Regions from separate parts of the Sus scrofa genome. Here region 1 is linked to region 2. A link is a contact called in public promoter capture Hi-C data. All regions are on one chromosome and are shown on one strand. Each heading gives the region's core, a stretch centred on a gene start, on an enhancer-like site or on the middle of the called end of the contact. The rest is flanking DNA. Distances are from core to core; before and after follow the strand shown.

What was found. Promoter capture Hi-C pulls out the DNA fragments that hold promoters and counts their contacts.
Region 1: a contact with region 2 is called in a promoter capture Hi-C map of liver, with 2.1 times the contacts expected there. The contact joins the promoter of PLBD2 here to the promoter of RBM19 in region 2. A contact is called at or near these places in 1 of 5 promoter capture datasets (liver) and 1 of 2 datasets of contacts at active chromatin or transcription factors (alveolar macrophages).

Annotation. Positions count from the first base shown.
Region 1 is chr14:38,541,312-38,547,888 of Sscrofa11.1, reverse strand. PLBD2 (putative phospholipase B-like 2) reads left to right here and starts at 4,308. Exons shown (of 12, transcript XM_013982918.2): 1 at 4,308-4,658. The coding sequence starts at 4,369.
Region 2 is chr14:38,079,151-38,085,617 of Sscrofa11.1, reverse strand. RBM19 (probable RNA-binding protein 19) reads right to left here and starts at 3,576. Exons shown (of 25, transcript XM_005670677.3): 1 at 3,400-3,576; 2 at 1-36. The coding sequence starts at 3,435.

The DNA of each region.
Region 1 (6,577 bases), core at 3,059-5,558, 460 kb before region 2:
AGCCCTCCTCCACTCAGAGCTTGTGGCCTCCAGGGTCCAGGCGGTGGGGGAGAGATGAAGCCGCTCTTCTCATCTTTTGACAACAGCCCTCAACTGCCTCAACCCGGAAGACACATGTCAGTTTCACCCCAGTCCTTTGGCTGGAATGAGGCAGGCACAGTCACAAATGGGATGGTCAGTGCCACCTGGGGGAAGATGGCATCTCGAGAGGGACAGAGGAGGCACCTGATGCAGCCTGAGGGTCAGGGAGGCTTCAGTGAGGGAGAGACCACCAACCCTGCAACAGAAGCCTGTCTATGATAATAATCCTGGGTATGGCCCTAGGATTAACCTTGCAGGAGACACAGGTTTCAACACTCAGGGTGGGAAACTGAGTCTGGGTTTAGTCCAGAGAAAGAAGGATGGGTAAAAGTGGGGTGATTCATTGAGGATCTGGAAGAGACCCCCTAAACCAAGGTTCTTAACCGGGGGCTGACAGACCCTTTGAACTTGGATGGAAAAAAAAAACCCAATATCTTTATTCTCATTAACCTTTAACCAAAATATAACACCTCCTTCCACTATGAATGTAGGCAACAACCCCCAGTGGTACTGGTAGTGGGTGAGGCTGTGCCAGTCAGTAGAAATTTTTCAGTGTTATGTTTAGCCTGTTGGAGCCATCTCAAAAAATGGGTCACCTTGACTTATCAGTACTTGGAAATAATGGCCCTAATTAGACTGGAGTCTTCATTTTAATCTGTGACCAGGGGCTGGGCTAATTGGTGGGGGCCCTGGAAGCTGTAGCTGAGGGGTTTCTGTATCTGCCAGGCTCTCAGGTGGCATTGCAATGCCTCAAGTTGAGGGTCTTTCTCAGGGGCTCAAATCATTATATCTGGAGGGAGGGTCACCTGGCCCGGGTTGGGGTTGGGGAGCTGCAGCTCGGGTCAGGGCTCAGCTGGGAGTATCCTGGAGGTTTCTTATCACTTGAGGGAAATATTTCTGTTTTTGATGATCCGTGGTTGTTGGAATTTTTCCTCCATGCCAGCTGAGATCCACAATCTAGCTCCCAAAGCTGGATTTTCAGGAGTCCATATAGTTAAGGAGTTAAACACTTAGAATTTGGAGGCAGAGAGGCCTAGGGTAGAATCCCACCAGCCTACTTACGTGTTGCTGGCCCTTTGGCCAGGGATCTGACTTCCCTGGGCCTCAGTTTCCTTATTTGTAAAATGAGGAAAATGGTACCCAACCCAGAAGGCAGTTTGTTTGTTTGTTTGTTTTTCTTTTTAGTGCCACACCTGTGACATATGGAAGTCCCCAGGCTAGGGGTTGAATCGGAGCTGCAGCTGCCAATCTATGCCACAGCTTGCGATGACAACAGATTCTTAACCCACTGAGTGAGGCCAGGGATTGAACATGCATCCTCATGGATATTAGTCGAGTTCTTAACCCACTGGAGCCACAATGGGAACTCCCAGTTTTTTTGTTTTCTGGTTTTTGGTCACATCTGTGGCATGCCGAAGTTCCCCAGGGTCAGGGAATAAACCCATGCCACAGTAGTGACAATGCCAGATACTCAACCTCCTGAGCCACCAGGGAACTCCCAGAAGGCAGTTTTGAGGCTTGAAGGCAACAAGGCACATTTGCCTCCTTTCTTGGACAGAGGTTAAGTAGTTGCTGAGTACATAGAGGCCACTCTCACGGTGTCCTCTCACCTGGGCCAGCAGGTTCCTCCTCTCCCCTCCTCCCTGGGCTTTTATACTGCGACACTGGTGGGTCCTGTCCTTCCAGCCATCCAGCCTTTTTTTTGTTTTTTGTCTTTTGTCTTTTGAGGGCGGCACTAGCGGCATATGGAGGTTCCCAGGCTAGGGGTCTAATCAGAGCTACAGCTGCCAGCCTACACCACAGCCACAGCAATGCCAGATCTGAGCCGCAGCTGCAACCTACACCACAGCTCATGGCAATGCCAGATCCTTAACCCACTGAGCAAGGCCAGGGATCAAACCTGCAACCTCATGGTTCCGGAACTCCTCATCCAGCCTTTTAAATCAAGATGAGCAGTGAGGCATGCACTGCCCATTCATGGGGACATTTTTGACTCCGTGTCATTCTGAAATAGCAGGCTGGGCAGTGCCCGGAGAATAAGCTTTGCTAATGGAGTTTCTGTCTTGGCGTTGGGCCTGTCTGGACTGTTTACTGCAGGAGACTTGGAGGACACAGATCAGGGAGGGGGAAGAAGGACTTGGAGCCTCTAGTTGCTGCAGGAGCCCTGCAAAGGCAGGTGGAAGAGAGTGAGACTCTCTGGCATAGTGCAGAATCTCCTCCCAGGGGCTCCTGGGGTGTGAACTTGGGGATGAATCTTGGCCAAGACCCAAGACCTGGGCAGTGACCTCAGGCGAGAGAGGAGCTCAACTTTCCCCTGTGTCAGAGGGAGATGAAACTCTGTGGGCAAGAATCAAAGGAGATGATCTGAAGGAGGCACTCCATGCCAGGCACTGGGGACACGGAAATGATCAGGATGCTCAGAGCTGAGCCCAGCTTGACCTTTGCAGAGTGAAGAATGAAGTGGGATGGGGTACAGTATTTAGTCTAGCACCGTTTCCCAGGAGCCCTTGAAAAAAAGTACAAGGAGTTCCCGCTGTGGCTGAGGATGCCACAGTGAGGAGGCAGGTTTGATCCCTGGTTTTGCTTAGTGGGTTAAGGATCCAGTGTTGCTGCAAGCTGGGCACAGCCCCCCCAAAATGCTGCAGTGAATAAACTTATGCATAGATATTTTTTCTGCATAAATGTTTAGAAGTGGGATTGCTGGGTCAGAAGGGAAATGCATGTGATTTTTTTAAAGATATTGCCCATTTTCTCTAAGTTTTGCATGCCTAGCAGCCATGTATGTGTTCCCGTTTCTCCAGGCTCATCAAAAAATATGTTGTTCAGGAGTTTCCTAGTGGCTCAGTGGGTTAAGGATCTGGCATTGACACTGTAGCGGCTCAGGTCACCATTGTGACAAGGACTTAATCCCTGGTTCAGGAACTTCCACATGCTGCAGTTGGAGCCAAACAAACAAACAAAAAATTGCCCAGCTTTTTATTTTTTCTAATTTGGTAGGCGAGAAATGATATTTCAGTGTAGTTTTCTTTCAACTTTTTTTTGAGAAACAGTACAATTTCCGTGCAGCCTTACCTAGTTTCTCTCAGTGATAAAACCATATGTAACCAGAGTACAATTATCAAAATCAGGAAATTAATACTTTAAGCTAAATTATAGACCTTTTTTAGATCACACCAGTTTTTCCATGAACTCATTGTTTTCGGTCTATATTTCTGTGATACTTTATCTTCAATATAGCTATAATTTGCATTTCTCTTATGGTGAATGAAGTGAGCATTTTCCATGTTTAAAGATCATTTTAATATCTTTTTTTCATGAATTGTCAGTTCATATATTTTCTTCCATTTTTGTATTGGTTTTCACATTTTTTCCTCAAATTTAAAGTTATTCATATATTAGTAAGACTACTTCTTTATTCACCATACATGTTATAAATATTTTCTCCCAGGTTGTCAGTAGGTTTTTTGACTTGGCTTATGGTGTTTACAACATGCAAGAGTTAAAGAAAATTTTATGTAGTCAAATGTACTAATCTTTCCTTACCTCTGAATTTTGAGTCATATAGAGGCCCTTTTTCCACACACAAGCTAGGGAGGAATTCACCCATTTTTTAATACACCTCTAGTAATTACTGTTTCACTTTTTACATTTAGACGCACATTATTTAGGAATTTATTCTTGTGTGTTGTGTGATGAACGGATCCTGTTCAAAAGAAGAGAAAAACAGAAGCATTTGGGGGACTTTTGGAAAAATTTGAATAAAGATCCTGTTTTAGGCAAGTAAATGGCAAATTTCCTGAGCATTATAATGGTATTGTGGTTATGAAGGATAATATCTTTTCTTTTATGAGATCATCTGCAGTATTTAGGATTGATACATCACAGTGTCTACAATTAACTCTCAAATAGTTGAGCAAAATTTTATATATGTATGTATATACAAAGAGAAAATAAAATGTGACAACATATTAGCAATTGATGGTAGGCATATGAATATTTACTAGACTACTGGCAATTGATGGCAGGAAGATGGGTATTTACTATTCTTGCAACTTTTCTTGAAGTTCAAAAATTTGAAAAAAGTGTTGGAATGAAGCGTGCTACCGCCAAAGTTTGAGCAGGTGGGCCAGGGCACCCGGCCCCTTTAAGATGCCCCGCCCCTTAAGTCCCGCCCGGGCCCCGCCCCCCGGAAAGGCTCTTCCCAAAACACGCCCCGCCCAGCCGCCCGCCCTCCGCAGCGGAGGGCAGTCACGTGAGTCAGGCTGTGGCGCCCAGCTCCGCGCTGTCATGGTGGCACCGATGTACGGCTCCCCGGGCGGCCGCCTGGCCCGGGCGCTGACGCGGGCGCTGGCGCTGGCCCTGGTGCTGGCCCTACTGGTCGGGCTGTTCCTGAGCGGCCTGACCAGCGCGATCCCGACCCCAAAGGGCTACCGGGGAAGCGGCAGATCGGTCCCACCCGCCTCCCGCAGCCGCTCGGTGCTCCTGGACACTGAGACGGGCCAGCTGCGCCTGGTGGATGGCCGCCACCCTGACGCCGTGGCCTGGGCCAACCTTACCAACGCCATCCACGAGAACGGGTAAGGGTTGGCCCGACCTCGCGCGGCCCAGCGTGGGGAGGGAGTTGTGTGGGCTCTGGGCCTCTTGCAGGTGACAGTGTCCCAACCTGGTCTCCCCGGGGGTCAGTTTCCCGCCTCTGAGGCTGCAGCACCGTGCTTGGGTGAGGCTGTTGCAGCATCCCTCAACTCCTGAGGACCCGTCCTTTGCCATCAGCCAGGAATGACAATATCTGTTTCCTTAGTGATACAGTAACTTCTATCCCCACCGAGGCCAGCACTCTCAACCCCTGTCTCACCCCCACAGACCAGAAAGGTGGTAATAGCTCTCCAGGAGAAACTCACACTTCCTTGGTTGTAGCTTACCCCATAGGTGCCAGCCACCCTGCCTCCTTTGCAGAATCAGAGCAAGAGGACTGAACTTGGATTCCAGGCCAGTCTAAAAACAGAGGGCCCCTAAATTCACAGAGCCTTGGTCCAGGGGAAAATCGTCTGGCCAGACAGATACTTCGTATGGAGCCAAGTACTCCATCCTTGGCAGTCACGATCACTATCCTAATCACTGGGGTCCAGGCTGTCATTCTGATGTATGATTCTTACCGAACTCCTCTGTTTGCCTGGGCTTTCATTTGCCTGTCTATGGCTTGGATGCTGAGGATGTGCTCTGGCTGGGAGCTTGGGTGGTGCCCTCTCAGGTCTTGTACCAGGGCTTGTGCCCATTCACTCACCTGGTGTGCTTGGCCATGGGTACACAGACCTGACAGGGGTCCCCATTCAGTGGGGGAAACGGTGCCAGGGGGGAAAATCGTGGGAGTGGGGAAAAATCTTAGAGCCTTGTCAGTAAGACCCAGGTCCTGGATCCAGGTTGTGTTGGGGATCTTAGGGAGCCCTGTGCTCCCCCACCCCTCCATCTTAGGCTCATCTCAGTGCTTAGAACATACTGCCTCCTCCAGCAGGCATAGCTCCTCCTGCTGCTTCCCTCATCCATTTTGCCATCTTCATTAATTCCGGCAGGTGTTGGGGAGACACAAGACACTGAGGACACTCCATTCTGGTGCTTTGTGGTACTTGGGAGGGTATTAGGGAGATGTATAGACCAGAGATTGTGGGGAAAGGATTTGCTGCAGACACAGGAGCTAGGTGGGGCTAATCTGGGAGGGCTCCCAGGGAGAGGAAGCCACAAAGTGGGCTGATGTCTATGGAGTGAACTAAAACTCTGTGGCGATGTGACTCTGGAATCTGATGACCCAGTTTCTGCTGACTCATTTATGGTTTTGGCCCCGTTTAGGAGAGCCATGACCGTCTCTGCCTGGATGCCAGTCAGGGAAGGAGGCACAGCAGGAAGGCCCAGCATGGGGAAGGGGCTTTGGCCCCAGCAGGCCCTGAGTGGGCTGCATTGATCTCAATTATGGAAAACTGAGAAGTGGGGGGAAGGCTCCCTTGATTGTGCTGGGTGGAAAGTTCTTCCAGGCCCCAATCTGGTGCTGTGTGACCCTGGGCAAATCACTTCACCTCTCTGAGCCTGTTTCCTCTCTGGAAGGTGGGGCTCAATGGGAAATTCAGGGGAATCACAGGAAACACCTCCGTTTATTTATTAAAAGGTGGAGGGAATGAAAGAAAGGAGCGGGTGTCCTCTGCCTCCATTTCGCAGTTGGGGAAACAGGCCTGAGATGTGAACCCTGGTCTCTTCCACACTTCTTTCTCTCACCTCACCGTTCTGGCATCTTCTCTGTCCAGCCTGCCCCTTTCCTTCAGTGTTGGACAGTGCTTGAGTCAATGATGTAGGGAAACCTGTGTGGGAAACCCCCATTTTATAAGCAGGGAAACCGAGGTCCTTAACGATACCCTCTTGAGAAGTGAGATGTAAGAGAGGCATCTGGGGAGTCCCCATTGTGTCTCAGTACGTTAAGTACCCGACTAGGATACAGGTTCGATCTCTGGCC
Region 2 (6,467 bases), core at 2,327-4,826:
GGCGGTGAACAGCTGCCGGAAACGCTCCTCCTTCATCTAGGGCAGAAGGGGGACGATGAGGGAGGAACCAGGGAGTCCCCAGAGCCAAGGGGGACAAAACAGGCTGGGAACCAGAGGCTGCGGGGTTCCCTGGAGAAGACTTTGGATGGGGCAGTGGCAGGGCATGCTTTGCAGCTGCACCTGGTTCCAGCTCTGGCTCAAACACTTACTCATTGTGTGGCCTTGAGCAAGTCCCTTACCCACTTCATCCATGAGGAGATCAAGACTCAGAACAGCTGCAATGAAACCTTCCTACCCTATGGGCTGCAGGGAAGCTAAGGAGACTTTTACACAAGGAGCCCAGCACTGTGGCCGCTACACAGCAAACACCTAATAAATGCTTGTTGGAATAAACATGTGAATTAAGGAACACAGTAAAGCACTCAAGTGTCTGCTAACTGTGGAGACAGACTAATGGAACAAAGATGTTCACGTCCTAATCTCTGAGACACCTGTGAAGGTGTGACCTCACATAGCAAAAGGAATTATCCTGGGATTATCTGGATGGATCCAAGGTAATCACAAGGGTCCTTAGAGGAGGGAGGCAGGAGGGGTCAGAATTGGAAAAGGCGATGAGATGATGGAAGCAGAAAGAGACTGGAAGATTTAGGATGTGGGTAGCAGCCAAGGAGTACAGGCATCCTCTAGAAGCTGAAAAGGGCAAGGAAACAGATTCTCCCCTAGAGACTCCAAAGGAACACAGCCCTGTTGCCATAATGATTTGAAGATTTCTGACCTCCCAAACTGTGGCATAAACTGATATTAAGTCACCAAGCTTGTGGTAATGTGTTGCAGTAGGGATAGATAACTAATACAGTAATGTTATTATTTGGTCAAGGAGCCCCACACTAGTCAAACTGGCTACTGGCTTCCCACCACCCTCACTCCAGCCAGCCACCCTCACAACTCAGCCAAGTTTTCTAAGCAGATTCAGAAGGGTGTGTGTGTGGGGGGGGGGGGGTGGCGGCGTGGAGGGGAGGGGACACTCACAGCCCCACAAACAGATGAAACAAGACCTGAAATCAAAGAAGCTAGAGGTCTTGGTAGCCCAGGAAAAAAGTAAGAGACATTTTCTGAGGCAGGTTCTTTAAATAACTTTGATCTCATTAAAATCTCATGACCACTATGACTTCGGAATTTTTACCTGCCTTTTATTCAGGATAAAAAGAAGCTCAGAGAGGGTAAATGATCTGTCCAAGGTCTGTGGCTCAACTCAGATACATAAAAGGCAATGAATTCATCTTCCCATCACCTGGCAGAGACCACATTCAAGTCTGACCCATCATTCCTCCGACAAAAACCTTTGGGGACTTTTAACACCAAAGGCTCAAGAATAAACATCTAAGGAAAAACAGGCTGTTCTTCACGATCTGGTCCTGACCCACCTCTTGTGCCTCTTGATGAATTCCTTGCAGCCTTCTCTGCTTCTCATCTCTGAGGTTTTACTACTGTTGTCTCCTCTGGGTGAAATTTCCCCAGACAGGCCCTGGTTAACTCCTCCCCCAGGAAGTCGTTCTTAGATTCCCCAGGTGGGTCAGGTAACCAACCCCTCTGTGCTTACACAGCACCAGTTTGCACTTCAATCCCTGTACCTATGCCAGAATGATCTGGTGTGCCTGGTCCATTAGACTCCAAGGGCCATAAAAATGGGGACCAAGCTCTATCCACCTCTGTTTACAATGTCAGCAATGTACAGAGGACTCACTGCCAAATATTTATCTGATGGGACAGAGTAAAGACAAATGCATACAGTCATGCTAAGACAGACACGATGGTGTAGTGGTAAAGACTGCAAATTCTAGAACCAGCCTGCTCAGTTCAATCCCTGCTCTATGTGTGACCTCAGACAAATCACTTTACCTTGCTGTACCCCGGTTTCTTCACCTTTAAAGTGGGCATCATAGTAATGGAATCTTTCTCATTGGTTTATGGTAAAGTTTAAATAAATTACTTTACCTAATAGTGTCTGGCGCACAGTAAGTTCTCAAAGCATCAGGTGCTACTACTATGGTTTTTATTCATTCACTCATCACACGAGCAATGTTGAGAGACAAAGCCACACTGAGAAACACAATGAGATGCTAGTTGGGGGGAGGAGAATGAGTAGCCATGCTAAAATCCTCCTCCATCAGAGGAGGAAGGCACCAAGAGACACTGTCTGAGGCCAAAGGAGGGATCGATGATAGATATTTTTAAAGTATACTATTTAGGGTAAATGATGGAAGAATGAGAAACAAATAACATAGACTGGAAGGAAGGCACAGATGATGTAGGTTTCTTATCTTTCATAGTGGGGGTCAGCAGACAGTCATTGGGATAAATAAGCCAAGAAATCAAGGTTAAGAGGTCACTCTTTGGACACTGAGTGATGCCTATGAGGAGTACTAAAAACAAGCCATAAAGATGGTTATTCCTGGAGGGAGATGGAGGATGGGATGGAAAAAAAGACATTGTTTCTTGTTTTACACCACTGAACTTAAAAAATCCCTTGACAGTTTCCACCAGAGGTGGAAAAAAGGTAGAGTTAAAAAACACAACAATTAAACAAAAATGGCTTTATGTTCTTACTCTAAGGAGTACAGAAGATCTCTCAAGCCAACCAAATAGGAGTTTCATTATGGGAATGACCTTACTGGCAACACCAGTGGGTGAGTGTAGGGGCTCTCCCTTCAAGTTCTAGTGAAATAGAAACGGATGATCCACTCAGGTACACTGCATCTAATCATCTACCGCCACACATTCATCTAGTTTTTCATTCATTTATTCAGCATGTTTTTACTGCATGCCTACCATGTGCTCAGTTCTGTGCTTGACTCTAAGGAAACAGAGATAAGTATGGCTGGGTCACCCCTCCTCACTTACTGGACAAGTAGTCGCAAGCTCTTCACACCCAGTTTTCTTAAACTCTCCCTACCTGTCCTAAAGGCGGGAGTGGGAACTGGAACGCAGGTCGTCAGCCTATTGCTCCCCATTTTCCTCCCCGAAACTGTTCGCAGGGGAAGAGGAAAAAAGATAGTGTCTGACCCAGTCACGAGTCAACAAAAAAAAGTGATGCAAAAAGAGGGTTGTGGGAGCACGGCATTTGACACAACGTAGGGATTGGCATCTCCCGGGGAAGGAGGTGTCCGACTGGGGTCAGGAAACAACGTGCTAGTTGTGAAATTTTAAGCAGACGCTATCCCTCTCTCCCGTCTGTCAAATGGGGATCTGCCAAGAATCCTGACCCTTTTGGGTTCTGAATCATCCCGGAATCCTGCCTCAGAGCGTAATCCCCTAATTCTCCCCCAACTACCTCCCTCCCAACCCCCAGCTCCTCGCTGGTCCCAATTTCAGATTCCCAAGTCCAAGCTCTGTACTCACCCCATTCGGGAGGTTCTTCACGATTAGTCGGGACATGGCGCACGCTCTCCCAGTATTTTGATTCCAGCGCGAATGGATACCGACTCCCACAACAACTCTCACGCTACAACTGTGGGCGCCGCCATCTTTGGCTAGCCGGAACAAAATCACGTGCTCCAGGCGCGGCCGTCCCCTACTTCCCCGGAAGTAGGCGTGGCCAAAGAGTGTACCCAAGGAAGTCACACCCTCCAAGGGGCGGGCCTGAGCGTTTGCATTCTGCGCAGGTGCAGGGGAGACCAAATCCGTGGCGAAGTCGCGAGGAGGACGCTTATTCCCAACGCCGGCAGAATCAGACTGGAAATCGTTTGGTTAGACGGAAAATCATTTCAGCCTTCAACTTTATTTTATTTTATTGTTGAGTCCTAAAACGGCCATGCGAATGGAGGCAGAATTGGGGAATCTTGCTCTTTCAGAGATGGGGCTCAGAAAGGCTGCTAGGCACCAGGAATCAGTTACTGAACATCACCTATAAGTTTTAGCATGTGCTGCAAGGAAATAAACATCCCATTTTGCAGGCGAGGAAACTGGGAGCCAGGCAAGTAAGGCGGCTTGCTCAAAGTCATATAGCTATTAAATATTAAGTGGTATTAAGTGATAGGCTCAAAGAGCACTTGCTGTTTCAGTAAACAAAGAATAATGGTCTTTAAAGCCATCAGCTTCCCCCTCAGGTACACCCTGAGGGGAATTCAGGATGGAAAAAGATGGGATATTGACCCTAGAGAAAGCACATATCCAAGCAATGATTCCAATGAGCCCAGACTCTTGCATCTTCCTGTACATGGAAAAGCGCTGAAATCAACTTGAGAGTCTATTTTTTGAGTAGCAGTAATCTTTTGATGTTGAACTGATGGGATGGAGTAGGCACAGGTAGTTGTAGAAGTCCCAATAAAGGATCATAGATAGAGAGGGAAACCTGGGGGACTTTGAGAGATCACTGTAAGTTAATAATTGCTCAAGAAATCCATCAGAACAAGGCAGGCTTGCTTGACTAGCGCAAGTACGAGAATTGCTTCAGGTCATTGGGTGGGGGATGGGTTGAGGCCTGCATTCAGATTCTGACCCAGTGCAGGAATTTGAGGACCGCCTACACCTTACCAGATTCTAAGGAGGAGCTATAGCTCTGAGAAAGAGGACGAGGTGGTCTTTTCCCACCCCCAACTCCCCTTGGATGATAAAACTGTAGCCCACCAAGTTGGGGGGTGCGGGTGGAGGTGCAGAGCCTTCTTGCCTGCCCGCTTGCATCTCTCAAAAGAGTCCTATCTTAAATCTATTTCTTGCCTATCACTGTCTTTCGCTGAATTCCTTCTGCTCGGAGGCACGAAGAACCTGAACCTCAGTGGGTCCAGACACCAGGTGAGTGATTCTAATTTAAAACCATAGGTTTAAGTCCCAATCTTGCTTTAGGCTGGGTTCGAGTCCCAGCACGTGGGTTCAAGTCCCAATCTGGCTAGATTCAGGCCGGTAGTGCTCAGTTTCAGAACTACCTTCTTTGTTTCAGCAAAACCTCCTATCTATCCCAGCTCCCCACTTTACCTGTTGGGAACAGTCCTTCAGAGCTATCTGAGCTGTATCCTCCTGGGTGTAAGCCCTCAGAGACTTAGTGGCTTAAAAATAACAGAAATGTGTTCCCTCATGTTTCTTGAGGAGAGAAATCCAAGATCAAGGTGTGAGCAGAGCCGAGCTGCCCCTGAGTCTCTTGGGGAAGATCCTTTCTCCTATGTCCCAGCTTCTGGTGGCTCCAGGGGAACCATGGCTTGGGGCTGCATCGCTGCAATGGCTACCTCTGCCTTTGCATGGACTTCTCTCTGGTGTCTGAATCAAATCTGCCTCCCTTTCTTTTCTTTCGATAGCATGGCTGCTATTGGATTTAGGGCCCATCTTAAACCCAGGATGGTCTCATCTCAAGATCCTTAATTTTTTTTTTTTCCTTTTTATGGCTGCACCTAGGGCATATGAAAGTTCCCAGGCAAGGGGTCAAATTGGAGCTATATCTACTGGCCTACACCACATCCACAGCAATACCACAGCTTCGACCTGTGCTGTAGCTCTCGGCAACGCTGGATCATTAACCCACTGAGCGAAGCCAGTGGTCGAACCTGCATCCTCATAGACACTATGTCAGCTTCTTTTTGTGGACTTAAAAAAATACACAAACTGGGAGTTCCTGTTGTGGCTCAGTGGTTAATGAATCCGACTAGGAACCATGAGGTTGTGGGTTCGATTCCTGTTCTTGCTCAGTGGGTTAAGGATCTGGCATTGCCGTGAGCTGTGGGGTAGGTCTCAGACGTGGCTCGGATCTGCCGTTGCTGTGGCTGTGGTGAAGGCCGGCAGCTACAGCTCAGATTAGACCCTGGGCACCTCCATATGCTGCAGGTGTGGCCCTAAAAGGACAAAAGACAAAAAATTAAAAAAAAAAATCTTCTCCTAAAAATATCTGTCTGAAGACCTGTTCTGCCAGTTTTCCTGGCGCACAGAGTGCCTCACTCCTGATCTCCACCCTGAGCTCTGCTCAGGAGTTGCTGTGGGTCGGCAGCTGCAGTGACTCATTATTCAGTCCATGTAGAGGCTGATGCAAGTGATGACAAGTGCCAGTTTCCAGTTCACATTTTTTTTTAATTCAATGAGTCTTATTGTAGATTTTAAATTTTTTTCACTTTTTAAATTTTTTATTTTAAGGGAGAATTGCGACGATTTTTAATTTTTATGTATGTATTTTGCTTTTTAGGGCCACACCCGCAGCATTTGGAAGTTCCCAGGCTAGGGGTCAAATCAGAGCTACAACTGCCCGCCTATGTCACAGCCATAGCATAGCAACACGGGATCTGAAGGTCAGGTTTCACCCTCTCCGCAGTAGGCTGTCTGTTCAAAGGCAACACACAGACCCATGTAAAAACGTATTCCCCAGCCTAGAGGAGGTGATAAGGGTTGGACACTGTGTTTCCAACTCACTCATTTATCCAACAGATATTTATTGATATGTAGGCAAGTGCTCTTTAGTTAAATGACAATTAAGGGGTTGTTTTCTGCAT